Linked DNA regions of Zea mays: regions 1, 2 and 4 are each linked to region 3. The links are chromatin contacts, called in public Hi-C maps. All regions are on one chromosome and are shown on one strand. The core of a region is the stretch at or near the end of the contact, and the rest is flanking DNA. Distances in the headings are between cores, read along the strand shown. Region 1 holds the start of LOC100282318. Region 2 holds the start of LOC103650724 (kinesin-like protein KIN-4C). Region 3 holds the start of LOC100216746 (putative inactive leucine-rich repeat receptor-like protein kinase). Region 4 holds the start of LOC103650707 (sporulation-specific protein 15).

Region 1 (6,479 bases), core at 1,949-4,448, 570 kb after region 3:
TTACAATGCATTTTTGTTCCAAATTCCACATTGCAAGTCATTCCATCAATTCAAAGTATCTCTTCTTTCGTGATATGGAAAGTAATTCACCCCTATCTTTTATTTATTATTCACTTCTAGGTATGCAGGGAACTATAGCTGTTATAGGTGCATTATGACACAATCTTGAATGTCTGCAACATCATGAAGAAAGCTTTATATGCATCTATGATCGTCCAGCAGTTACTTTGAAGGTACTCTATTTGCATTATCCCCTTCTTAATTCAAAACTTTTCATGTAAATGGAAGTCTTGAAATATGAAGTGGTGTTTGATGACCGAGCTAGGCTAAAGGGGATCCCCTGCGAGTGCTCCTAGGTCACGGTGTTGTTATAATTAACACTACGGTTTCTCAGTTTCTCCATCAACTGGTTTGTGAAACAATTTTTATAGTGCCTGAAGCTGAATAGCAATAATAATAATATGAGCTCCTTCATTTTGCTTCTTTTTACAATCCATCTTCTCTGTTATTTCGAATTGCAAAGCAGTTTTTAATATGATCACATATCGATAACACAAATACTAATATAAATTTCCTACTATCCTTGTTTCAGCACAAATCTTGATTTTGTTTTTATATTGAATTGCTAAAGTATATCTTACAGTCAGTTCAATAACAGTGATACCAATATGAATTCCCCGGTATGCTTCTTTCTGCAAAAAAATTAATTTTGTTTTTATATTGAATTGCTGCAATGTTTCTTACAGTCTTGTGAAAAGGAACCAAAACTCAATCTATTTGGCAAGTGAAACTATACCATTTCTTCAGCAATGATATAGCTAACTTGTAAACCCATAGCAAGGTTCCCTAACCATTTCTCTTCTTTAGATCATTCTTGATTCAACTGATACCATTATTTAAGATTAGAAAAGATCTATCTCTTATGCATACGAAGCACATTTTTTATCTAACGATGTTAACATCGTTATTTGCCCTTTTATAAATCAATTAACCATTCAAATTTTAACTAAATAAATACTTTACAAATGCTCCTACTACTGATCTATATTTACTTTATTTGAGTTCTATATATTTACATGTATACAAGTTCATTGTAATCCTCTTTTTTCGTCCCTTTTAGTGAATTGATGAAAGCCATTAGAAAAAAAATTAATTGAACTATACTTTTGCGCACTCTTCTCTTTTCTTTCTGTTTCTTTTTATGATGTATAAGAGCATAGTTCAATCAAAATTGCCAAACTTTATATTCCACAATAACGCATCTCATAGAATTCTGATCTGCATAAGTCCATTTGGTCATTATAAGAATACCAAATCATTGTTCTCTTTTCTGCTTTATTTGTTCGGATTGAAAGTGCTATTTTTCCCCTAGCTTTGTATTTTATCTGCTATATTACATTAAGGTTCAGGTCTCTTTGCTCTTCTTTAGTATTTAAGGATTTTTTTGAGCCTACAAGCAAAGTGTTTGTTTTTTTCACATACCAATTGTACCTCTTACTGTGTCATATTTACTTCTAACTACCTACTTTGTAAAGATTAAGATTTATGTACCTGCTCTGTTTGATAACATTACGAATTACAACAACAATGTCATGCATAATTACTCCTCTTATCTGTTTGCTCAAATAAAACAATCTTCAAACAACTCATTATGAAGGCCTGAGTAGTAGATATCATTTGATCTATTGCCACTTAAATAACCTCCCGATTAAAACTTTGAAATAAGTTCCTGCTCATTTAATTCAACCTCACTACAATTTCTTTGACCTTTTTTCCATACCCTACAGTTCCTGCTCCTTCAATGCATCTACAACTATTTCGTGTTTTCCCATACCCTATAATTTCCTTCACTATCCGAAAAACTACAGTTTCCACCCTCTATAGCTTAAATGCATCTAAGTTTTTGTTTTCCACTATCATGTGAGTTCGATAAACATTTAAATGCATTTATGTACAACTCACTCATTCCAATTTAACAACTACAGAAAACTGATAAAGGTAAAAAAAAGTCAATGCTCCTCTTCAGTCTCCTCAAAAAAGGTAACCTTCTACGTAGTTATCTTGTATCCATCATCAATGTCTACTGTTCGTACTCATGCATTTACAGGCCGTATGTTTGTACTCCATTACATAACGATCAGGAAGATTATTAATATTCTACATTTTATTTAGCAGGCTCAAACAAGGACCCCTAAAAAAATCAATGATCCCACAGACCAAAAGGACCCCCAAGACATATGAATCACATCAGACTAATTGAGATTCAACTCTTCTTTACATTTTTGGTCAACTCTTGTTATCAGTTTGATCGACCCTTTTGTAACTAAATATACATATAAATCACCCTTCAATTGTGGTACTAATCGCTAGAAACAGATAGGGTAGTATAGCTTGTATCTAATTTGGATGGCGACCCACTTAATTAGGACTGAAAGACTATACGCTGTTGATTTGTAAAGTACAACACACACATGTATACTTATCCTTTGGATCATACTAACTGCTTAGTAAAAGTATTCCATTGTTTCAAGCAATACATGTGTAAATATCAGCCGTTCAAACTGTTGTCAAAATTGAACATAAATCATTATACCCTTGCTCCTTTTCTATAAAACTATACAAATTGACGCGCGCTAGGCGCGCCTTAGTCACTAGTGGGTATAACTAAAGATGTGATTGGAGCTATTTGGTGTATTTTAAGTATACCTTTTATTTTAGATAACGAGCATATTTTCGAATGATTTATCACAAGAAAACAAAAAACTGTTCGTTCGTAGTTCGTCTTTTAAAATTTAAAATATCATGTGCTACCTTGTTGGACGATCAAGTGCTGACTGGCCCATAGAAAGACGGGCTCACGGGCTGCAGGTTGGGGGCCTTTGGGCCACCCAGCAGCTCTTTCTCTCTCAATTCCCGTGTCGGCCCGCGCTTGGTGCTCGCGGCGGTCTCCAAAAACTGGCCAGCAAACCGATCCATCCAGCTGAACTGAGGTCTCATCCGCCGACGATGAGTCATGAACTCAACTCATGAGCCGCCGGCTGCCAACTGCCCAACACTGGCTCCTAGTAGCCGCCGCCGGCCGGCCGCGCCGGACTCCCGTGACAAAAAAAAACACAATTACACAAAAGCGGAAAAGCCCAATGATTTGCACAAAGAATCGTGGAATCGCCGGTGGCGCACTCGACTCGGGCTGACCGAGCTGAGTGGCTGACGCACGGGCCTGGCGTATTTATTGGCTTCCCCGCCGCGTCGTGCACCTGCACCAGCACCAGCACGGCGACCAACCCTCTCCCAACCCGACTAGTCGGACTCGCAGCTCCGCCCCAAGTCCAGGTCCAAGCATGGAAGTCGCGGCGGCGTCGGCGAGGCCCGTCCTGCGCGTGGCTGCCATCTGCGGCTCCCTCCGCAAGGCCTCCTTCAACCGCGGCCTCCTCCGCGCCGGTACGCTGCCCCTCCCCCCATCCCCCTGCTCTTCGCCTCCCTCCTCCTTCCTCTTGGCGTGCCTATCACTGCTTACTCACGGCTTCGCTGCCTCGCACAACTAACTACTCCGGCAGCCGCGGAGGTGTGCGAGGACTCCATCCCGGGGCTCCGCATCGACGAGCTCGACATCTCCGACCTGCCCATCATCAACACCGACCTTGAGACCGGCAGCGGCAGCGGCACCGTCTTCCCGCCCGCCGTCGAGGCCTTCCGCGCCAAGGTCTGCCAGGCCGACTGCTTCCTCTTCGGCGCGCCCGAGTACAACTACTCCATCGCCAGTATGTCCTTCGCCACCCCCTCCCTCCTCCCTGCCTTGCTCCTCGTTCGTTTCAGATCTCCTGCCCGCACGCACCTACTGCAAGGGGATTAACATGGATAAAATGCTCGGGGTCGGGGGGTATTTCTGGCTTCTCCTGCAAACTTTAAGACGACGTTTCGCTTACATTCATTCATTCAGCAATTAACAGCATTGATGCCATGAAGACAAATTGTGCAACACAATTCAATATTTGATTTTTAACCTTCAGTTAAAATACAATTAGACATAGGTGGCAATGGACTCTAGATTGTACACTATAAAATTCAAGGATAGGATAAAATTGAGATGGGCTCTATTTATATTCAATTTTTAACTAAAATTAATTAAGAGCTCGATCAAATTGTGAAGAAATGTTTAGATCGTGATCCATTACCATCCTTAGACCTCACAGGCCCAGCTCACCGAGCTCACCATGTGCATTACTGCCAAATTAGGTGCACAATGGGTTGTCATGGTGCATTATTGCATCACATCATTAGGATGTTAGGTTTGTGTAATTCTCTGCCAAACAGGAACTCAAGATTACATTGTCGGCACACTGACTCAGTGATGGTGAAATGACCTACACTACCTGAAGAAATAAAAAAAACGGGGGTATTTGGGCTTTAACAAAGGCATGTCTCCCATGATGTGTATGCTTTCCTTTATTCCTTTCTTGCAAAACCTTATCAACAGAGGAGCACGTCAACATTCTTGACAGTATATGCTGTTATGGAGTACATAATTCCACTCCATTTCTGCATCCTTTACATGGTCTGTGTCACAACTGCAGCCCCCCTGAAGAACGCGCTTGACTGGGCCTCTAGAGGAAAGAACTGTTGGGCAGACAAACCTGCTGCGATCGTGAGTGCAGGCGGCGGCTTTGGAGGAGGGAGGTCGCAGTACCATCTCCGTCAGGTCGGGGTTTTCCTGGATCTCCATTTCATCAACAAGCCAGAACTGTGCGTCCAAGCCTTCCAGCAGCCACCCAAGTTTGACAGCGATGGAAATCTGGTCGATGCTGAAATCAGAGAGCGGCTCAAGAAAGTGCTCCTATCCCTTCAGGCCTTCACGCTCAGGCTTCAGAAGGAGGACTGAATCAACTCGGTACCATTGTAGTACGTGCTTCCCTGAGAAGCGTTTATTGCTCTTGGAAGTTTGTAACGCGTTGCTGGGTGGCCTGGAAGTTTGTAATAAATCCAAGAAGTGTTCTCGCTGAATATTTAAGATTTGATCGCATCTATATATAATAAAGATTGTGTTCTAGCGTTTTTGCGTTTCCCAGTAAATGAGAATCGATTCCAGTAGTTGTCTCGTCTTAGCAATTTTTTTTTGAATTTTGGTGTTTCAGTGGTGCAGCGAGCCAAAGCCTATGGTTGTACAAATACAGTTGAATGAAATCTAATCTCGATGGCCAGTGCTGCGAGCCAGACTTCCTGTAGTTATTCTCCATTGGTTATTAAAACTTCCACTGCGCATCAACTTTTTTGTACAAACTAATACGTCCCAGACACCTCTGCTTCTGCTTTTGGCTTTGGTTAAATTCTCTGTGCTGCAGGTGCAGGTGCATACAGCAGCATGGATGGATGACGATCTGATGAACAACTTCACAAGGCAGCTCTTATGTTGGTGTGGAGTGTGGACAGATGGAAGCTTGTCGCCCCAAAGCAGGAAGAGGAGGTAGCACCGGTTTCCGCTATGGTATGGACGAAACAAGTATGGGATGACAGAACAGCAATTCCTAGGGGGAGCCAAATGAACAGCAATTCATAAGGGCTACAGTGTTTCCAGGTAGGACATCTTGTCCACAAGCTGTACATGATTGTGGTTTGTCATTGACTCTTGGATCTGGCGCGCTCGCTGCTGGAATTATACTCTCCTATGCATTTTGTGAAAGACTGACTGGATGAAACCTTCTTAGTTCATATACTGTCATCATGTATCCATGTGGAAGGAGTTGGGTCCAGATCCAGAAGGCACTGTTCTGGCTTATTGCATAAGCTTGTACCCTTTTAACATTGAGTAAAAGATGTATATACAGTAGAAACACAGATCGGGAGTAGCAATATCTTAGACGTCTTTGTTGATTCTTCTCTCTGCAGGATTGGATTCAAGAGCTGTACGGTACCCCTCTCGGTCAGCGTGGGGGCTCCTGGAAGCACACTTTGTCGCTGCGATTGCAAAATAAAAGAAAGGACCGACACGGGACGGGAGTGCCTTGCCTGTTTGGCAGCTGCTCGAGTGGCAACGAGGACCATGCACCCAGTGGCAGGATCATGGTCTCTGCCACCATCTCCTCCACTCCACTACTACTTGATGGTGCAAAATTGGAGATATTTGCATGGTTCACCACTCCAGGCGTGCCACTCTCGTGGAAGCGTGCCACCAATCGCTGCGCGTCCATCGCGGGCAGCTCAACGTGGACGTGCTCTGGGAATGCGCAGCTGCGCCAAGCGCGTCGTCCTGGATGACCAGCTTCTCGGCTTCACGCTTGTTGAATTCGACGTGACATTCATCTCATGGTTTCTTCGTCATTACTTTCTGCTTGCCGATTGGTATCCTCAACTCAGCGCAGATTCTGGGAAAGCCAAGTACTCCCCTAAGATTGTGCAGTTGCGCAGACTTTGATATGGCAAAGAAATTCATCAGATTAGAGCCTCCATTCTAATGTACTACTACCTCTATTCTCGAATATTTG
Region 2 (7,010 bases), core at 3,924-6,423, 810 kb after region 3:
TTGTGGCGTCATCTCGACACCGGAGGTGAGCAGAGGTGGACCGACAACAATGATCACTCGCCATCATCGGGGTACCTTTTGTGTCGGCCTACCTTTAATTCTCTTCGCAAACACACACTTGCATTTTTTGTTTAAGCAAGCGTATATGGTGGTGCGTGCCTGATGACTAACGATGTACGACGGAACTTCTACCGGCAGGTGTGGCACATGCTCTCCAATAATGAGACCATGCAAATCATGACATATATCGAAGTCTGCATGATACTGATGGTTGCAATGTAGTAGTGAAACAACTAAATTAAAATAACAAAATTTATGTATGGCTAGGATCACAAATGGATTATGAAATATTTTCTTATAACAATATAAGACACATTTTGTATATAAGTTATCATGGTATTATATGTTCCCGTTGCAACGCACGGGTACTGACCTAGTATTATATGAAAAGCGGAGACAATCAATAAAAAATATTGAAATCTTTTTTTATCGATAATTTACGTGTGTATTATTATGAGTCGTCGCAACGCACGGGTAACCGACTAGTATAACTTAATGCACCATGTTACCTCACCATTATAAGGTTGCGTTCCACCAAAGCAGAGCTAAGGCGAGTACAAGGCATTGTCGTTGCAAAAGAACACGCCGAGAGCGAGCCTTCCAGGGTCTACGTCTACCTGCCTCGCTCCAAAGGACGCCAAGGCAGGAGGCAGCCTCCCCCATTGTACAGCAAAAGACTTCCGCGACACGGATACTGAATGTCACAATCAGATTATCGCAACAGACGCAGCTGAGACGGTGGCCTCGTGGCGGCAGCTCCGGTGCTATCCTTGATGCCGGTGCTGACGGATTTGTCGGGCTTGGCAGCATTGCGGTCCGTGAGGGTAGGGTTGCTCTCCGCAGGAGTTGCCATGGCCCTCGGTAGCTTTAGGGGAATGTCGGCGCTGTTCCGAGGGGCAGCTTCGGTGTCTCTGGCTCGGAGGGAAGTAAAGATCCAAGGACGGGTTGAACTGCTGAATTGCGCCACTTTTTAACCTGAGAACACAACAGTTGCACACAGAATGAGGTGATGCCACAATGTACATTTGGAATCCTTACAACCACAGCCTGCACCGCATTGTGCACCTGAGCCTCTGCACTGGCACTTCTTGGTCTTGCATGATGAGGCTTTTGAGCAGGAACAGCCGTCCGATGGAATAGTTTCGGGCAAACTGCACTTTTTCGTCTGAGGGCTTCTCTGGCTTTGCATCGTCTGTGTGTATTTTGACGATCCAGGTTAGGATTTGAATGGCTACACGCTCTTGACTGGTGTGTTTCTGCCTTTCCTGGTCGACTGTACCGAGTCTGAATCAGATCCATCACGCATACCCTCTAACTCATCCAACTGCTCACTGTCTGAAATGTCCATATCGTCCACCCAATTGAAGTTGTCCTTGCTATAACCAAAACGCTGGGAAGGTCGAACACTATGCATGTACGAGGAATGGTCAGACATATCTAACAAGAAAAACCGCAAAGATTGCATACTTACCACGAATATCACTAGATAAACTTGAAAACACTCAAAGAAAAATACCTGACGTGGAGCAAATCCAGTGCCATTCGACCTAGCAGATTTCTTTGAATTGTTCAATCCATTGAAAAGCTACCGATTAGTAGAAACTAGAAAGTGTTAGCATGTGCATGATCACGAAGTTATATCTAAATATTGTACACAATAATTTTATACTTTTGCGTCATCGAATTTGCACAGTACAAACTGGGAGAATCTTTACCTGCTTATTTGTGGGGAAAATATCCTATGCAATCACTTATCCTGGTGCAAGCATGCAATCAAGCGATCTGGTGCATCCGATATAGATCTAATGATGACTGTTATTTTATATTTAACCCCTTCCATCTAAAACATAGTACCTATTTTACTTTTAACCCCTTCCATATGAAACCGTTGGATCTAGATTGGATGCTCTGGATAGTTTGATTGCACGCTTGCACCAAAATGAGTGATTGCACAGGATATGTCCTCTTATTTGTGCTCCTTAGATCCGTCGCTTGTGTTTCTAACTGCCTGATTTCACTATTAAGCACAACCACCTTTTCCTTCAATTCCATAATGGTGTGTTCTTTTTCTTTACACCTAAAAGCAAAATACAGAAAATAAGAATCTGCAAACCAAGAATGCACATACATAGCATCCATCATAAAATCCTTTGAAGGGATGCAAATTATAGCATACCTTGAAGATGATGCTAACTGGAAAAGGTGGTTCATTATGTTCTCTGCCTCTGGGAGGGACCTGACATGATACCATCTACCTTTACCATTGAATACCCGCTCCCGCTCCTCTGCTTCTGATAGTTGAGAAGCCATAGACACCATAGCGCTTGATGATGAGGACATGTTCTCTAATGCTGATATCCTAAAACTTCTAGCACTAGGAGACATAGCTTGAGGACAATCACTACAGAAATAACAGCTAATAAGCGACAATTCAGAGACACTGAAACAGATCACTTAACCCCTAAAAGCAAAAGAGATGTAAATCACCAAACCTCATCTTGTGCTTTGGTTCCTCCTCCAGCTTTGCTATTTCCTTGGATATTGCTGCTCTCCTGTTTTAAGGAGGAAAAAAGAAATTTCAAACAGGGGCAGTTGTCCAAAGCTAATGTTGTACAAAATGTATAAAGAATCCACCATATTTAAATTACAGTACATATATTAATATATAAATATTATGCTGCTCAGGTTAATCATATTTCAACTACAGTTCACATATTATGTCGCTAAGGTTAGAAAGAAAAGGGGTGAATGATTGATATAGGTATATCAAGTCAGTATTTTTGGAGACAGTTAATGATGCCACGGTTTCGCCAGGAATTTGAATTTATATTATGGTTAGTGCAAAATCTTACTACTAGCCCATTATTTCTCTTCACAGAATTATGTGTTGGGAAATCAAACAGCATGGCAGAAGGAAGCAAACCTATTCAATATTTATAGTCACTGCCCTATGGATTGGCCCAAATCTAATTCTCAAGTGGTCTAACAACAAGGGAGCACAATAGCAAATTATCTTGAGTTCATATTTAATTGAATAACTACAAATCTATCTATCTCATCATAAAAAAATTGCCCAAAAATAATGCTCATACATGCATATAGCGCACCACAAAATAACGAAAACTCTAGAAGGTCAGGATCTACAAATTATCAATGCAAAACAAAGACTTACTCTTGCATTTGTCGCTGGTAATACGAGCGTAATTCATGTGCTCTTATAGTGACTTCCAGTTCATCATCAACAGCTCGCATTAAGGCCTAGTGACATAAAAATAATGTTTCAGACACGTTACAGAACACAGATGGGAAATAGTTTATTCATTCCCTAACAAAGATTTCTCGAAGGATACCTGCATCCCCGAAGCATTTCCACTGCCTGTAAAAACAAGAAACCAAAACTAGTAAAAGTATAACCAGCTAGGAATAATGAGCACACATGAAACCTAATGGTAAAAATATGAAGCCATTGGACATCACTTCCTACCATATGTCTCAAGTGATGAGTTCTTTGCTTCCAGCAACTCCATGAATCTTTTTGTAGCAGCTGCTGCTTCTTCAGTTTTCCTCTGTAAGACCTACAATTTCAAGCAGAATGGTGTAGGCGACAATCATGCTATCTTAAAGCTGAAAGAGGAAAAATGAAGAATTTACCATTTTTTGCCTCTGATTTAAAGCCAAGAGCTTGTGCATGTCATATTCATTTCGTCTCCCTTCCTTCTTGAGCTAATTAATGGATATACAGCACTATCACAACGAGATCTTTGAGAAAGAAGTTCATAAACATGATCAACATGTTAAGAACAAGTACCTGTATTACTTCCTTTTCAGGGGCAGCCTTCCAAGACATAAATTTTTCAGACTCTTGCTTGGCCTTTTGTTGAAGCTGATCCTACATGGAATGAAAGGAATATATGTCAGGAAAAAAACTTAAATCGCATTAAGAAACATTTTGAGGAAAAAACACCTTCTGAGATTTTATATGCTGAATATCTTCTTGTAAACGCTTTGCTGCCTCATCACTTTTTTGTTTCTTGAGCTCATGGACCTGCAAATGGTGTGTTCTTAGCATATGATGAGAAATGCAATGCAACAAGCATTTAGCTGAATGTACAAACCTGGGATTCAAGTGCATTCAGCTTCTGAAGATAGTTTTCTTTCAGTTTTTGAGCATTCTCATCCATAGAAGAACATACATTGGTTAATGCATGGTGAAGATTCTCTATTTCTTTCTACAAACAAGAATTCAGGGGAAAAAAGAGCATAGTGTCCGCAAGGTAAGCTAGTAAAAACCTGAAGAGCTTTATTTTCTTGTTCCAAGTCATCTAATTTCTTTTCATAATGTTGCTTGAGAACAAAAATATCACTCTTGGCAAATTGTTTCATCTCTGCCTTTTGAAACATGAAAAGGAGGTATAATTATACTCTACAAGGTGAATCAAGACAAAAAATAATGGGCTAGCAGATTGAGGATACATAACTACGTCAGTACATGTAAATTAGAAATAAAAGGCTAGTGTTAAGAAACAAAGTGGTCAAAATAGTAGAGACAGGGGACTAGTACCTCCTTTTGCTGAAGTAGCTGATCTAGTTCCCATCACCGCTTCCCTCACCCAAATTCTTCTGCAAAGCCATAGGCAACATCAAGGCTATATTGCTGGCCTCCGACTCGCCAAACGCCGCCGCCGCACCCCAGCATTACCTTTCCCATCGGTGGTTGCTAGTAAAGAATATGTGATATACTGAAGTCGATGATTGTTATGAGTTAACATTTTATCGAATATTTATATGTCGTCCGCCACAATACGCCCGGACAATTAGAATTAAGAAAATTTTGTCGAACACATGAATATTATACTAGTGTAGTTATTAACTAGTAGAGTAGCAGTAGTTGTTTATTTATAACGCTATATAATCCATCAGTTTAGACTTTGCAAGGCACATCAACCAAATCACCCCTACACCCATAAACTTCACTAAATCCACCAAACAAATTACACGCAAACTTAGCAAACCATCAAAATCAACGGTTCAGATCGTTGGATACTCCCTCTCTTATTCAAATCTAATGGACAATATTATTTGGATCATCCCTCCTCTCCCTCACCGAGACCCTATCCCATAACCTCCTCCCCACCCCCTTCACTCGTGCGGCCACCACCAACCCCTCCCCTCGTGTCGCTGATGCCGCCGTCAATCCCTCCCCTCATGTCGCTGATCGTAGTGTTAACACGAGCTATATACTAGTTTATATAGCTATTAATTTTGTTGGTAGCTAGTTAGTAGTAGGTTAGCTACTTAGGTACTTACTACTACCTCCGTTCACAAATATATGACACTGTTAACTTTTTTTCGAAAATTTTGACCACTCATCTTATTTAAAATATTTTTTTAAAAAAAGTAAAATTTTAAATCAAGCACAAACTATCTTAAGTGATCAAATAAACCATAAAAAATAAATGGTAACTCATTATTTTTTTTAATAAGACGAGTGATCTAAGTTGTTTTTAAAAAATCAACGGTGTCATATATTTATAAACGGAGGAAGTATTTATTAAGTTAGGAATTCAGTTACTATTTATTAGTTAGTAATAGTTATTTATTAAGTTTTAGTAACTTGGCGCCATATGTAGTTAGGTTATTAGTTAACTAAACACCCCCTCAGCATAGACATATCCAGGCGATCGCGAGGCCGTTGCAGGAGCTAATACGTCTCTGCTTTATTACAATATTATATACTTTCATTCACTGGCCAGGCCATTGCGTTCATTGTTGTTTCCCAAGGCTCGACGTCGACGGGTCTCCGGCACACGGCACCATCAGCTGGGGAGCTGAGACCTGTAGATGTCATGGCACGACGACGACGGCAGCAGGGGGCAGAGCCGCAGGGAGAAGGCGTACCGCGTCGGCGGCAGCAGGTACTGCTCGTGCACGCACGGCGACCAGCTGTCGTCGCCGCCCAGCCCCATGTGCCTGTGGTCAAGATGCACCTGCGAAACAAACACGAAGCCGAGAGCCATCACTCCTCCCCGACCACTTCGCAGCAGCTCGGCCGATGCCAGCCAGGAGCTCAAAAGCAAAAACAAAAAGCTTCCCCACCTCGATGTCGTCCCCCTTCACCAGCCTGTGGACGTGCGTTGCCCTGTCCAGCTCCGCGGCGCCGTAGTAGCTCGCGCTCATCTGCATCGGCGGGGAGCCGCCGTGCGCCGACGCGTACAGGCCGAGCCCGCCGGCGTCGCGGAGTGCCACCCACCTGACGTCCGCCCGCCCGCCGCACTCCACGGGGGCAATGTACGGCACGTGCAGCTCCTCCACGCTGCTCTCGTACACGCCGACGTGCGCCGCCGCCTTGCGGTCCGGGTAGCACTCGAAGGGCCCGCGCCCGTACCACGTGACGTGGCTCAGGGACCTCCCGGCGCTGAACACGACGCCCACCCGGGGAAGGGGAGGGAGGTCGCTCCTGGGGTTTACCTCGTAGTCGAGAACCACGTCGCCTGACCCGTGGATCCGGCATACCATCTTCACCCGGAAGAGAATGGACTCGGAGGCTTCGTCGTCAGGCTTGGGTAGGTGCCCGGGAACACCGTAGTAGAGGGTGGAGAACTCCACGGTGTTGTCCGGCAACTCCTTGACAGAGAACTGGCTGCTGTGGAACGAGACATTGTCGAGGAAGGCTTCTCTCCATCGCGAGTCATATGGCTTGGTGAAGAAACCTCCTTTGTCGTTGTCAGTTGGTGCGCGCCAAAAGCATGGGAGTATCCCCTTGCTCATAAGCTCAACGTCGTTGACCTGTTGTTTGCAAAAGAACCATGAGTTTTAACTTTTAAGGCTTTGGTTCCTTTCTCTATGTAAAGCCAATTACTATTGGGACCTTTAAACCAACATAATGCTGATCGCGCTTGCACCCAAGACGCGATGGAGATATACCTATGAGTACAGGGCATTCTATGACA
Region 3 (7,584 bases), core at 2,920-5,419:
GTTTTCTCTGATGCATGGAAATTCTCTAGTCACTGATGCTGGCTGTAAAAGACGAGGGTTATTGATTGCTTAGGTAAAATAGGGTTGATTCAAGGCAAAATGGATTGATTATTCATAGTGTTCGTCATCAAGTTACACAGCTAAATTAAATATAACTCTTAAGCCTGGACATGATGGAACGAAACAGATGTCAGTCTGGTCAGAACGTGGTCCAGCCGTACCAGCGACGCCAAACCTGCACATATATATAATATAATATATAATTCAGCCAAAGATCCTACGTACTACACGAGCTGCAGATGATACCCTGATGCTTTGCCGTGGGTGGGCTGGTGGACCCCCCAGGCACGGACTCACTCACTTTCGCTGTGCGCTCACATGCCTCATCTCATGGTGCAAACACTTAATAATTGTTAGCACTCGGTCCGTGAGCATGCATTCCAACAAGACGACGGCTGAGCAAGACAACAAGGAAGAACCACAGCAGCAACGATGGCTGCTCAAGTTCTCTTGCAGTGGCACACCGTGCGCAGTACAGTAGTGGGCGGTGGTCTGAGTTGAGCAGACTGACATCCATGCAGAAATTGGCACGGACAGTACTACAGTAGAGCTTGAGCAAGTTGAGCGTGCATGGAAAAGGAAAAAGAGATCCATCCTACTGTGAGTACAGTTGCTATGCTACACTAGCACGAATTAATGCACATAGTACTTGCAGGCTGCCGCCGACCGACCGAACCACCACCAGGCAGCAGCAAGACAGCCTGACAGGGATGAGATGCCAACGCCCAAAGGCCCGGGCCGGACGACGTTGGTTGGTTGGTCGGTCGCCACTGACGGTCAGTCAGGATACATACTACAGATCAGAAGGAGCCTTCCATTCTGCCCACGGGCGCCTTGATGACCTGCAGGATCTGGACCACCTCCGCCATGGACGGCCGGTTCGACGGGATCTGCGACGTGCACACCATGCCCAGCTTCAGCACCGGCAGCACCTCCTCCTCCGGGACGCGCCCGCCCATGCCCGGGTCCACGCACTCCAGCGCGTTGCCGTGCTCCAGCAGGGCGCGCACCTGGTCCACCAGCACCACCACGTCGTCGTCCCCGTACTCCACCGCCCGACGCCCCGTCACCAGCTCCAGGATCAGCACGCCCAGCCCGTAGATGTCGCACTTCTCGTTCACGCGCAGGCTCTGGCACGCCAGCTCCGGCGCCACGTACCCGGCCCCGCCCTGCTGGAACCGCCCGCCGCCCATCGCCACCTGCTGCCTCCCGCCGCCGTCCGCCAGCAGCCGCGCCAGCCCGAACTCGCCCACCGCCGGGTTGCACTCCGCGTCCGCAAGGAAGATGTTGCTCGGCTTCACGTTGTAGTGCACCAGCGGCGGCCGGAACGCATGGTGCAGGTGCGCCAGCGCCCGGGCCGTCCCGGACAACACGCGGAACCGCTCCTCCCACGTCATCGCCTCTCCGCCGCCGCCGCCGTGCAGCCGCGCCTCCAGGCTGCCGCGCGCCGCGTAGTCCGTGATCAGCAGCTGCAGCTGCGGCGTCCAGTAGTAGCCCTTCAGCGGCAGCAGGTTCGGGTGCCGCGCCTTCCCCAGCACGCGCACCTCCCGCTCGAACTCCTCGCGCGACCGCACCATGCTCGCCGCCGCCAGCTTCTTCACAGCCACCACGCGCCCGTCGCCCACGGGAGCGCGGTACACCGTGCCGAACGCGCCGCGCCCGATCTCCGTCGCCTTGCCCAGCAGCGCGTCCGCGCCGGCCACCAGGTCCTCCGACCGGAGGCTGCTCCCGGGGCCGAACGTCACCATCTTGCCGGCGGCGAGCTTGCCCTTGCCCTTGCCCCCCGGTGCCGGCGCCGGCGACGACTTGGTCGTCGAGCTGCTGCTGGTCACCACGCTCTCGTCCACCTCCTTCTTCTGCCCGTGCCCAGGGCCGACACCACCCGCCGCCTCGGCCCGGCGCCGGGCCGACACGTTGAGCAGCGTGATCACGATGACGCCGAGGACGATCGCGACCGCCGCGCAGATGGCCACCATGGCGGACACGCTCAGGAACCGCCGCTTCCTCGGCGCGCCCACGCCACCGCCGTTCGTCCCCATGTTGTTGTTGTCGCCCCCGCCGCCGTGCGTGTACTCGTTGGGGTCCAGCACCAGCGGCTTCGGCACGTTCATCATGCACCGTTCCGCCACCAGCGGGCTGCAGATGCCCAGGTTGCCCTCCAGCGCGCTCGCGTCCAGGCTCTGGAACACGCCCGACGCCGGCAGCCGCCCGACGAGGCGGTTGTGCGAGATGTTCACGGCCAGGAGGTTCTCCAGCCCGCCCAGCTGCTGGGGAATCTCGCCGCTCAGGTTGTTGTACTCCAGCCGCAGGATCTCCAGCTTCTTCAGCTCCGAGATGCCCGCCGGGATCGGCCCCGTCAAGCCGTTGTGCCCTAAGCTCCTGCAGCGCATGCATAAAACCACCATGGTTAGACGGACGCGACGTGTCGTGTCGTGACTCGTGAACTCGTGATCGTGACAGACCAACACGCAGCACACATGCAACGGCACCAACGCAACACAAGTATAACACTCACAGGAGGTACAGAGAAGAACAGTTTCCGATGCTGTCGGGGATGGGGCCAGAGAGAGAGTTGCCGTCGAGCTGGAGCACGGCGAGGCTACCGGACTCGCAGAGGTCGGCAGGCATGGCGCCGTACAGTCCCGTGCTACGCAGGTCGAGCACCGTCAGGTTGCGGAGCAGGCCGAGCTCCGGCGGCAGCGGCGCGCGGAGGTCGTTGCGGGACAGGTTGAGGTACCGGAGCTTGAAGAAGAGCGACATCTCGGTGGGGATGCCGCCGGTGAGCTGGTTGCCGGAGAGGTCGAGCGACTGCAGCGTCTCCGCCAGCCTGGTGGAGCCCGAGGGCAGGACGCCCGAGAGCGCGTTCGACGACACGTCGAGCGTCTCGAGCCCGACGTCGAACAGAGCGTCCGGGATGCTGCCGCTGAGGTTGTTGTCCCTAAGATGCAGCTCGGCGAGCTTGGTGCACCCGGACATCGAGGCCGGGACGGCGCCGGAGAGCTGGTTCCTGGACAGGCTCAGGTACTTGAGCGCCTTGAGGTCGCCGAGCGAGTCCGGCAAGCTTCCGGTGAGAGCGTTGTCGGATAAGTCCAGGTGCTGCACCGCGGCCAGCTTGCCGAGCCACGCGGGGACGTCGCCGGAGAGACGGTTTCCGGACGCGGAGAGGTAGACCAGCGAGGCGAGCTGGCCGATGGAGTCGGGGAGGTGGCCGTCGAACGCGTTGGAGCTGAGGTCGATGGTGCTGAGGTGCGGGCACCGGCCGATGTCCGCCGGGACAGCGCCGAAGAAGCGGTTGCCACTGAGGCTGAGGGTCTTGAGGTTATGGAGCCTGGCAATGCCGTCAGTGACGGGGCCGGAGAAGAGGTTGTGGGACAGGTCGAGCGTGCGCAGGCGCTCGAGCGGCCAGAGCGCGCCCGCGAAGTCCGGCGAGCCGGAGAGCTGGTTGCCGGACACGTTGAGGTGGAGCAGGAGCGGGCTCCCGGACGCCAGCCCCTCCGGCACGGGCCCGGAGAACTGGTTGCCGGACAGCACGAGGAAGCGGAGCGTGCGCGGGAAGGCGGGCGGGAGCGGTCCCGAGAAGGCGTTGCCCGTGAGGTCGAGGTAGCGGAGGGAGGCGAGGCGCGCGACGTCGTCGGGGAGCGGGCCGGAGAAGGCGTTGTAGGAGAGGTCGAGGGAGCGGAGGGAGCCGAGGAGGGAGAGGCCCGGCGGGAGCGGGCCGGAGAGGTTGTTGCGGGCGAGGGAGAGGTCCTGGAGCGCGCCCAGGCGGTCGAGGCCCCGTGGCATGCGGCCGGACAGCGCCAGCCCGTCGAGGGCGAGGCGGAGCACGCGGGAGGTGGCCGGGTCGCACTCCACGCGCGCCCACCCGCACGGCGTCGCGTCCGACTCCGTCCACGTCGCCAGCGCACCTGTCGGGTCGGACAGCGCCGACTTGAACACTACCAGCCCCAGCACCTCCTCGTTCACCGCCATCGGCATGTCGGCCTTCGTCGCTGGTGGCGCGCCCCCAATGAGCAGCAGCAGGAGGAAGAGGAGGAGAGCAGGAGAGTTGGCGGCAGTAGTGGCGGCCATTTCTGAAGGCTGCAGCTGCGGGTGCAGAATGTTTCCGGGATGGGATAGATATGGTGGCGAACTGGCGATGACGGTGAATGGAAGTGGATGAGATCTAGTGGCACGGGGGAGGAGAAGTGGTACCGGTGCCGAGCTGTGTTTTGGGAGTGTAGTCCATCGGAGCCGCGGGGAAGGGCAGCCGGGCCGCGGGCGCGTCGCTGCATTGGATTGCCCGTGACTCGCGAAGGGAGGGGGGCGGGGGGTAGGTTTGGACACAAGGAAAGCAACAAAGGACTTCACGTTCTCCGGTCCCGGCCAGGTCCTCGGGTTTGCCATGGCCATGGCCGCCCATGGCCATGCCCCGGTTCTCTGCCGCTGGGCGGTGGGGTCGCCGGAGGAATCTAGCTCGCCGGAACACGACACCGCACGGCGATTGAGACGACGACGACGCGCGCGCGCACAAGCTGTCTACTGGAGTACTATTCTGCAGCTGTGGAAAGGGAATGATAGTGTGTTAAAGAATCATATGCGCCGGCCGTTTCCATACTCGGCCTTCAATTCACGCAGCAGAACAAAAGGCAGCCGCCAGAATCACGTCGAAAGGTACTCAGCTTTTTTTTGTTAATCCTGATCACGGATTCAAAACGCGTGGCCGATCGCCCCCATGCCCAAGCGGGCAGCAGGCAGTAGGCAGGAACCCATCCATCTGGCCGTCACAGGACGGGAGGACGAGCAGCAGAGGCTGCCCCAGTCCATGACTCCATTCGTCAGTTCAGTGAGTTACCACCAGTATGGAAGCTGAAAAGGGTATCCGCCTAAAGTGCCCAGATCCGCATGACTGCAAAGCTGTACCAGAACAGCTACAGAAGCTGCCATCTCGTCGTGTATGGCTCGCGGATTATTTCTTTCAGATCACGGGGGCACATCACATGTATACGTGCATACGTTGGCGTTGTATTATTCAACATGTCCAGTCGTTATCATCCATCCATATTCTATACATCTATCTATACCTCACATCTAACGCACGCAACCTTTGTATATAGGCAAGTATGGAACGGTAAAGGTGAGAGCACCCTGGAGTAGCTACAGTTATTCCTGTTGAGAATTCCCAGCTTGAATTCTGGCACCGGGCTGAAATATAACTGAACAGCTGTTGCATCAATCACGCGGGCCGTCAAATGACTGGGATTTCCTCAAGTTCCAGTGGAGACCCTCATGGATGCTGCGGAGGAAATCGGTCGTCGAGTCCACCAGGCAGGCTGTGGGCACGGGCCAGGGAGAAATGCTGCAGATCAGGGCGTCACCGGGCGACAGCTGCTGTCGGTCTTTGCCGTCGAAGGATGCCCAGGCATTGCCCCTGCTGTTGAACGGCACTTGAACGCGGAGGGTCACGTATTCAGGCAGAATCAAAGGTCTGAATGACAGAGAGTGCGGGCAGATTGGGGTGAAAAGGATCCCTGGGACCTGCAAACGCCGGCTAGACATTAGAAACCAAACTGCAGGATGGACAGGTAATGCTGCTTGCTGAGCCGCTTGTAAATCGATTGGGGCCGTACCTGAGGATGAACCATGGACCCTCCAGCTGCTAATGAATATGCTGTACTTCCAGATGTAGTTGATATGATTAGTCCATCCCCTTGTACGCAAGTAACAAAAGAGCTGTCACAGTAGACTTCCAGGTTGGTAAGGTAGGATGATATTCCTCGGTCGATTGTAACTTCGTTCAACACTAAGAATGGCTCCTCAGACACGATTTCATCCTTTGCCTCGTCACGTATTACATGACACTGTATGCGGTTTCTCAGCGTGATGCTAAATGGCCCATTCAGCACATTGTCCAACAACTCACGGTATTGCTCGCTTGCTGAAAAAAGGCGTGTTAAGGAGAACGTAGCAGATAAGAATAGGGGTGTCAATAGGATACAAGAAAGATTCACATGCAATTTCTTCTCCAACAGAAATAGGTTTCCTGAGATCCAATAAAATCCAGCTGTTCTAGGGTATTACTGCATAGACCATGTTAGCACTGGCGGTAAAGGATACGGAAAGGCGTCATGAAGCCCAGTGATCCCAGGGCAAATGCAACAACCGGAGGAACAGGTCCTTTGAACAATGATGCAGCCTGTTAAGAGGGATCAAGTCAATCACTCGATTTCTAGTTTCAATTGGAGAGCAGTTGAGTAAATGAAAACTAAGTGAAAGTACAATCTCAAATAAGCAAATGAGAATATCATCAGAATAAGCATAGAGACTCAGTATGTCTAGCAGTTGGCAGGCAGGCAACATGCAAAATACTAAACTATGGAACAGGTAAGCTACTAAGGTGTTCCCACAGTGAATTACATTAGTTCTCTTCACTTTATTATTGAAAGGTCACCTGAATAAGAACTGCCAACAAGACTACCATACATATGGCTTGGCCAGCACCATAACTGTCATGATCATTCCTGGAGGAATCCACAGACCTTCCATTTTGGATGTTATGTTACCACCTAAACTATATGCATTGACAAAAAATGAGGGTTTCTGTGAAATAGTTTATCATCCAAATGTTCTGAACAAAGTTTAGCTGGCTGAGGCAAAGCTAATCATCAGACTGCTAGGTCCATGTGAACCTCCTCCTAAGTCTCCAAATATTCGAAAACTCATCACAGGAGTAATAATTTACTTTTGAATGTTAGAAGTATATAGGATGAATGCTTCCTTCTTGCATCACCCACAAGCTCAAGTTTCTGAAAACTAATTACTTGCTAAGTGCATCAATTGTAATTGGCACATTACTCTCCCATAGCGAACTGAAGGCATGGACCAAAAGGAAGTAGCTAAGCAAACTAACACGATGCCAGGGTCCAAGTACTGCTGAATGATTGAAGCACAAGAGGTAATTAATTTTTCATAATTTATATATCAAAAAACATTTTACAGATAATGTAGCACGAGTGTAGTTACTTTCTTGCTAATCTAGACCAACAGCCACATAACTGAAGGTGTCACTATATCAAAATGGATTAAAAAAAGCAGCTTCGCAGTCCAGATAACAATTTGCAAGGATTCATCACAAATGAAATATAAAAGGAAATGGATGCATACCCACAGAACAGTTCCATCACCACCAAGAGTTATAATTAAATCAACCTTTGTGCGCAGCATCTTTATCTCCTCATCTATAAGAGTTGGCCAGAACACAGAAAGTGCTATGTCAATAGAACAATTGAAGGAACAATTTAATAGATCTAAAACATGAGAATGCAAAAGTAGAAGGCGAAGATTGTCGATGAACAAGATACTACAGCGGAAAAGTATGTTTTATGCTAAATGAACTATGTAATCTCATTAAAGTAGGAGTACTACTTGCTCTAATGACCCACTAAGGGACTGTGGGGATTCTTATGGGTAGGCCGCCAAAATGATAATGGAGGTAATTGCCTTGTCCCTTGGGAAAAGGTTCAGAGGCCGTTACAGTATGGTGGTCAT
Region 4 (7,281 bases), core at 3,997-6,496, 910 kb before region 3:
CCATCTGAAGTATGTGAAGAATTTTCATAGTCGTCTGTTGACCCTGCAGAATCTTCAGCCAAGGGGAACCCCAAAGAATTTTCTTTTAGCTTAATCCTCGAATTAACCTATTCAGCATGACACAAGAAAGTCTATCATCAAATGAACATAAATAATGCCAACTAGATCATTCATATTATTCACCAACCTTATCAGTGCCAATGTCTGATGAGGCCGCAGCAACTTCAACAGGATCATGACTTCTTTGGTTCAATAACTGCTGAGAGCTTCTAGTGCCAGTTTCTCTTTGCTGCTCAAATTCTCTGTAGCAAACAAGAATTTATAAGGGTTAGGAACAATAACTTATTTTGCAGAAGAAATATATATATTGTTGCATGGCAACCAAACCTGAAACCAGTTTTTGTAGTGAGAAGTTGTGCTGTGATCTGAAATGATTTTATCAAAGAACCACGTCAGAGAGAAAAAAAAAATAGCTGCTATCCCCACAAAACAGAGAACAAAACTGTTGAACTACTCATCATGGCATAATGCCAGCTTCTGATGACTCCTTTTATACTAAAATAAACGTTTTTAAGATACATACATGTAACAGTGTCCCGAAGTCAGAACCACGAAGAGGAAGTGCTATTGAAGTCGGCTTCAGTGCTTCTGCGAATTCAGCAAGATTGACATCAACCTCACCAAGAATACTAGACCGTGACGTCCCCTGTTATTTCCATTAATATGGTGAAAGACGGTTAACATCAGTTATTAGTAAATTATTCGTTCTTCCGGTGCTTTTTTTACAGAAATCAGCACCTTAACTTAAAAGAATATTGGGAGAGACAGAGCGAGACAAAGATCAGGATTAAACAATTTCTGGAACACACCATGGCCACAACAAGCTTATATAGCTTGTCATCGTATGTCTTAGTCCGAGGATCCTGAAGAAGCCGTGTTGCTTCATAGATGGGATCCGGCCATTTGCAACTTCCGTTCCTGACATTTGCCTTATTTGTTTTTGCACTCACCTTTCCCGTATCAGCAGAGATGAAGGACAAAAATAATTTGTCCCATCCTGTTGATGGAATCTGCAACCAAAATTATTAGTGTGACAGATTAACCAAGACTGTTAAGAGAAACAAGTAAAAATGCTCACACATACTGCACAAGCAAATCTAGTAACAAATAAAATACAATTTGCTAAAAGAAAATTTCCTGCGAACAACCAAGAGAAGAAGAAACAATAGAATTAAAGTAAATGTATAAGAACTCACATTTGTGGCATGGAATTGCAGCCGGAATACAACCTTAACTTTAGTCTTTTCGATCTTCCATTTTGGTACCCTTGACATTGCGATAGTATAATGATAGCTCCCAGAAAAGGTTTGCAGTTCAAACGTCTCTCAAGGTTAGGAGTAGCATTCTTTTTTTGACTGAAAGCAAAGGCAACACAAACTTCTTCACATCAATGAATGTAATTCATTTCCCTTTACACACAAAAAAGGGTAAAATTCACACAGCAAACCAGAAACAATCAAACACACACCATACTATGAGTCTATGACAATGAACAAAAACATTAAAAAAAAGATGAAGCAATAACAATAACTGCCATATTCACAGTATAAACTAATGTGAATATCTGGAAAAAACACCAACGAAAGCCATGAAACACAAATGGCTGGTAAATTTCTATACATCAGTAAAAAATTATGTTGATATTTGTACACCCCTTCCAGTTTCATATCAGTCCATGAAAAAGGCCAGTTTATCAACAGTGCAGTTCATCCATTCAAGAGTAAAGCATGATATAAAATCAGAAAAGAATCAATAGAAGAACCACTTTATGAAAATCTACGTACACTGAAGGCATGTCTAGTACCGCTCTCAAAACCAATTTCCCCATGAGAATCTGAGAACAATGTCAAGTTGCGCTATATGCCTATATCAATTAGCTCCTGGTAGGAATTAAGTGGAGCCAGTGCCGGAGCCACAGCCTGGCGAGCCTGGGCACGTGCCCGGGCTCCGCCGTTTGCTGCTTCATGACGGACGCATGGAGTTGGAGCTCGAGGAGAAACCAGTACGGAGACATCACATATGGAGCTCGAAGAGGAACCAGTAGGCATGTGCTGCTTTTGGAGGAGCTGGTGCTCATTTTCACTCCTTTTGGAGGAGCTGGTGTTCGGCTTCACGGTGGCGTTGGAGCTTGCAGGCCTCGATTTCGTGTGGCGGATGATGTTGTGGCCGCCGAAACTGATGTTGAGGAGCTGACGCTTACGCTGTAGGTCACGCTTTATCACGTTCATTGGCTAGCTCTCAATGCAGCTATGGTGGGCGTCCTTTGCTTGGACACGGTCCTTGAAAATGGTGCTAGATCGGAGGGGGGCTGACCGATGGCTAACCATATTTTAGGCAGAGTTTAAATTATGGCAGGATGGATTAGGATTGCACGGCAGCCTGTGATGCCCAGGCTTCCATTAAAGCCTAGCTCCACCACTCCCCCCCCCCCACTCACTCAGAAGCCCCCAATAACCTCTCTCTGCTATACCGCTATGCCCAACTCCTCTAGGTTCTCGCTCTTGACATGGGTGATTAGGTTTTCCCTGCTGGCTGCTGCCCACCACCCCTCTCACCCACTCCGCTTAGCCACTCCTCACTGTTTCCCATACCCTTTTAGACAGCTGGACGCACACACCAACACACGAGGCTGTTAGCATGCATCGTTCAGAGACAGACACCATCAACCAAAGTCACTAGTCCACTTCCATCGCCCAGCTCCTCCATGTGAGGCCCAATGCATCTACATCCCCCTCCTTAGATCTGAAACTTGGATGTTTGGTTTTACATGTCCTCACTAGATGTATGATTTTCCCCCTTGTCAATAACGTGTGAAGGATATATGCAGCTGGCAATGGTCACTGGATAGGATAAAATAGTCAGTAACGTGTTTATTGCGAACTTTATCCAAAAGGGTAATCTAAGAATAAAATTGGTGCTATATTGAACATCTTATCTTATAATATTTGCAATATTGGATTAAGCCGAATGCACTATTACACCTAACTGAACAAAACTAGGCTTAGGTTTCAAGCACCTAGAAAGTTTCCTGCCCAATAAAATTCAGTATTACAAGCAGCTCTCATGGTGTAATATAATCATATAAGAGGTTCGAGGGTACACATGAAAGCCATCAGAAAAGATTTCCATGAGTGCCTGTGTAGCTCCTACATAGGCTCGCTTAAGGACTAGTGGATCCTGGATACGCCACAAAGCCTAGAGTGTTAGCGATATTATTGTGTTGTATTGCAAAGTACAATCTTCCATAGTTAACCACATATATCAACAGGAAAAGACATGTGGTCGACCTTCAGAAGACAATGAAATAAGGTCTGATATCAGCAGACTCACTACTAGCAGAACTGACTTACCACACCCCAAGAAAAAGGATCTAGATGATTCTAAGACAAACAACACCCTCTGTCCTCGTACACAAGCTAGCATTCTTACACTGGGAAGTTGATGTGCATAGACCCAAAAAAACTAAGCATCAGTGACTTGGCTGGCTCAGATCCAACCAGAAGAAATTGACAAACCAAGAGTACCGTTATTACCAGCAAAGCTCCCACTGTCAAAAAGAAGAAAAAAGAATCCAATTCTGTCCAGAAGCTCAGATGTTTCAGTGAAGAATCATAAAAAAGTTGTGCTTTAAAAAATGTCATGCCTGGCTAATAATAACCCATTAAAGCATAAGCGTCGAACCAAAGGATCCACTGAATCATCAGCAAAATATTGGAAACTCAATGTTAGCTCGAAAATGCTCTCGTCTTTCAACTAAAGATATACCGTCTAAGGGCCCACCCATCAGCATTGTACATATGACCAACCAAAAGCATTTCCAGCTAACAACAAAAGCTCTATTTAATCAACTCAGATCCACCAAACCCTCAAAAAAGCCAAGGCAGGCTTCCAATTTACATCTCACGCAGGGCCCAGAACCAATGCACCACTACAGGATTGAATGCTACGACTGCAGCATCCCAAAATGCAGATGTTTTTAATGTGGAGACAGCTTTTGGTACAAGAAAATTTTGGCCACGACTTTTGGGGCTTTGCCCTCAATATTGATCAGGGATGCACATCGGACAAGGGTGGCTTTGACAAACCAAATTCTACGGATCCTAAAAAGAGAACACTCGCCCCAAATAAACTATCCACTTTGACAGCTGACAATTGCTGGGAGAAGCCCGCACCTTGTTTGCATCGAACAGCTCCCCAACAGTACACCTGCCAACAATCCCTTGTCCAAAACGCTATAAGATTTCACGAAAATAAAATGTACGCAGCGCATTCAGATCCACCGGACATAGCAGCAGACCCCAGTCATTTAGAAATTTTCTCACCCTGCTAATGGCAACCACGAAGTCTCGAATTTTTGTTCCAAGGATCCAGAGAGCGCAACGGGGCGGTCGCCGGAGGTAACGCCGCACCCCTCGAAACATGGAGCATTTGGCAGGGAAGAAGAGATTTGCGCGGAAATATCGACGGATCCAAAAGCATCCGCCCCCGCTCTGGGGCTGCGAGGAGGAAGGAGTAGCCTCGGTCCCCATCGATCTCACCAGGGGAAAGGAAAGGAAAGGAAAGGAGAAGGGAGGAAAAGCAGAGCATTCGTGCAAACCTTGGCTTTCGGAAGATCAGCTTCGCCCTTCTTCCTTTCTTGAACTCAGTACAGCAAGCGAGACAGCTCTGCCGCGCTGGAGCATGCCGGCGGCGCGAACGCAGTCGCCTCCGCCGCGGCGCCTAGCGCTGATAGCTCGGGTTTAAAGGAGTGGTTGGGGAGGCGAGAGAGAGATTACTGGAGCAGACAAGACAAGGCAAGGCAAGTACTTTGAACTGCTTGGGGGGTTGGTGTTAGTGTTAGCAGCAAGCAATGAGCCAATGACCTGAGAACGGGAGACTGGGAGAGAGAGAAGGACGTAAGACAGACCGCCAAAGCCAGCCGATATTAGCGCCGTTGGTTGGGTTGCTTACCGGGGCAGGCAGGTTAGGGAGGGGGAGGGGAGGGGAGCACCGGAGCAAGCGAGTAGCACAATCATTGATGATTGATTATCGCTTCATTGATGGGCAAGCTGGGTGCAGCGTTGAAGGGAGGAGCAGAAACGGATCTGGTGAAGGGAGGAGAAAAGGGGCAGCGGATTCACCTAAGCTGACGACGGCGGAGGTCCTCACCACGGCTACGGGATGGAGCTCAGTGTGGCCATTTGGGTTAGCCCGAAAATTCGGATCGGGTTTTTTTGGGCTTTCTAAATTTCGGGTTTCTAGAAATGATACTCGAAGGCAGTGTGACTATATTGTATACCCGTTAATTTGGGTACCCGAATTTTTTGGGTTTAGGTTTGGGTAGCCCATTCTACCCGTTTTCAAACCAATTAGATTAGTGTTCGACACCAAAAAGAGAGGGCGGACGGTCCGGCCCTGAGGCCGGACGATCCGCGCGTGCGCAGAATAGATTAGGGTTCCGAGTTTTTTGCTGTGTTTGTTGGCTAGATTCTCGGAATTAGCTGGTGAAGTTTGTTTGTAAAGGGTCCAGCCCTCCTCCTCTATAAATAGAGAGGTATACGGCCGATTTGTAATCAGCAATCGAATCAATACAACTTCTATTTCGCATTTATTTTCGGTACAATTAGGAGTAGTTCTAGTCTAGTTCTAGTTTAGCCTCTCGATCTCCAAATTCTCCGCCTCTCTTCGACTCTACGTCGATTAGAGGAGTCTAGGTCGGCCGGCCCGAGCCTAGACAACTCCTAGGATCTCTCCTCCCCGACGGGGTCCTTCCCGGGAGCGAGATCCAGGCGCCGCCGGCGATCTTCCGCCGCCCCTGCGTACGCGCGGACCGTCCGGCCCCAGACCGTCCACCCCTGTGCAGAGAGCACCGCCGCGCCTCGCACTAGGCCGCGGACCGTCCGGCCCCTGCGCGCGGACCGTCCGCCCCTGTGCAGAAGGCACCGCCACGGTTCTTGTTGAGTGTTTGGCGCTCCAAAAAGGCGTCAACATACTTTTTGGCGACTCCGCTGGGGACAGCGAATATAGACACATCAAATCGGCCCTCAATGGCCGGTTCAAAGGATAGCTCTGAAGTTTCCACCAGCAATATCATCACACCGACATGGGAAACCTTGCCGGCTGAAGAATAGCTCCTGTTCGAGGAGCGCCAGGAGCAGCTGATCCAAGAAGCAAAGGCGAAGTTCCTGGCCGACTTCAAAGTGGACAGGAACAACAAAATCGTTCGGCAACGGGCGACAGATCTGGCTTCGCTCCGACCTACTACAATTACCCCCAATGTAAGTAGCACCAACGAACTCCAATCTCTTAAAGCTTACATAGACGAACAGCGAGAACAGTTGCAACGTATCGTAGATGATATACAAAATGATCATGAAAGGCTAGTGCGTGTGCTTGATAAGTCTACTATGGCAAATCTTCCTTCGCACGAGGTTGAATTGATGGAGTACACACATAATTCATCGGCTACAGGTTGTCACGACCAGTCACAACCCCTTTATGGGATGCCGATGGACATGTACCCTAGGCAACGACAGCCTCCCACGCACATCGACGATAAATTTGTCGATCTGCGCATGTCCGGACCGTCCGCACGTGGGCGCGGACCGTCCGGGCCAGCGGCGACCGATCCCATTTTTAGAAGCGAATTACCGAGACCTGCACCCAAGCCGCCACATGCCGTGCAATCCCTAGATAGCCCATTCGGACCGTCTGCATATGGCGCCAGACAGACCGAATATAATGTCGGACGGTCCGGTCACATGGCCGGACAGTCCGCACACGGGGCCAGACAGTCCGCGTATTTAACCGGACGGTCCGGCACAAATTTTTTTTAAGGAGGATGGATATCCAACTCCGTATCCGTCCCAGCTAGACTCCTCATCTCACCATATGACACACCATCACCATAATATAATCTATCAAACCCGTGAGAGTGAGTACTTTCCGGCCCCTAGAGGGCCAGAAAGGAATGGCTAGTCCTATGAACCTCATAGGGCATGCATTAACGCGCCGCAAAACCCAAACCAATGGGGAGGAAAACAACATACCAACATTCAAACAAACTCACCCATATTGGATCAAAGAGCCGGTGGTCTCCCACCGGCTGCCATCGATATAGTAAGGGAGGAAATAGCTGGGGCGTTCCGAGATAAGCTCGGAGTTAGTATAGTCCCCGGGGGGCAGTCATATCGGAGACCTTATGATAGCCAGTTTGACCGGCTCCCATACCCACAAGGGACC

The links. A called contact is a pair of places that touch in the nucleus more often than the background predicts.
Region 1: a contact with region 3 is called in a Hi-C map of tassel, with 2.2 times the contacts expected there. The contact joins the promoter of LOC100282318 here to the promoter of LOC100216746 in region 3. A contact is called at or near these places in 2 of 25 Hi-C or Micro-C datasets (ear and tassel).
Region 2: a Hi-C map of ear shows a contact between it and region 3, with 1.7 times the contacts expected there. The contact joins the promoter of LOC103650724 here to the promoter of LOC100216746 in region 3. A contact is called at or near these places in 2 of 25 Hi-C or Micro-C datasets (ear and tassel).
Region 4: a Hi-C map of ear shows a contact between it and region 3, with 2.7 times the contacts expected there. The contact joins the promoter of LOC103650707 here to the promoter of LOC100216746 in region 3. A contact is called at or near these places in 2 of 25 Hi-C or Micro-C datasets (ear and leaf).

The regions. Positions count from the first base shown.
Region 1 is chr3:150,044,525-150,051,003 of Zm-B73-REFERENCE-NAM-5.0, forward strand. It overlaps LOC100282318, which reads left to right and starts at 3,199. Exons shown (of 3, transcript NM_001155230.2): 1 at 3,199-3,441; 2 at 3,558-3,761; 3 at 4,575-5,119. The coding sequence starts at 3,342. The coding sequence ends at 4,879.
Region 2 is chr3:150,287,188-150,294,197 of Zm-B73-REFERENCE-NAM-5.0, forward strand. It overlaps LOC103650724 (kinesin-like protein KIN-4C), which reads right to left and starts at 5,174. Exons shown (of 13, transcript XR_564338.3): 1 at 4,351-5,174; 2 at 4,025-4,105; 3 at 3,869-3,949; 4 at 3,712-3,783; 5 at 3,545-3,635; 6 at 3,411-3,436; 7 at 3,233-3,318; 8 at 2,553-2,612; 9 at 2,237-2,461; 10 at 1,776-2,137; 11 at 1,577-1,645; 12 at 1,126-1,466; 13 at 549-1,035. LOC100217216 reads right to left here. Exons shown (of 18, transcript NM_001359705.1): 17 at 6,157-6,846; 18 at 5,579-6,047. The coding sequence ends at 5,877.
Region 3 is chr3:149,477,834-149,485,417 of Zm-B73-REFERENCE-NAM-5.0, forward strand. LOC100216746 (putative inactive leucine-rich repeat receptor-like protein kinase) reads right to left here and starts at 4,170. Exons shown (of 2, transcript NM_001317367.1): 1 at 2,576-4,170; 2 at 476-2,439. The coding sequence starts at 4,128. The coding sequence ends at 861. LOC100285591 (NAD kinase 1) reads right to left here. Exons shown (of 11, transcript NM_001158482.2): 8 at 7,201-7,274; 9 at 6,154-6,232; 10 at 5,667-5,974; 11 at 4,993-5,574. The coding sequence ends at 5,269.
Region 4 is chr3:148,564,320-148,571,600 of Zm-B73-REFERENCE-NAM-5.0, forward strand. LOC103650707 (sporulation-specific protein 15) reads right to left here and starts at 5,247. Exons shown (of 11, transcript XM_008676274.3): 1 at 4,658-5,247; 2 at 1,257-1,415; 3 at 870-1,070; 4 at 584-706; 5 at 388-425; 6 at 188-302; 7 at 1-107. The coding sequence starts at 1,334.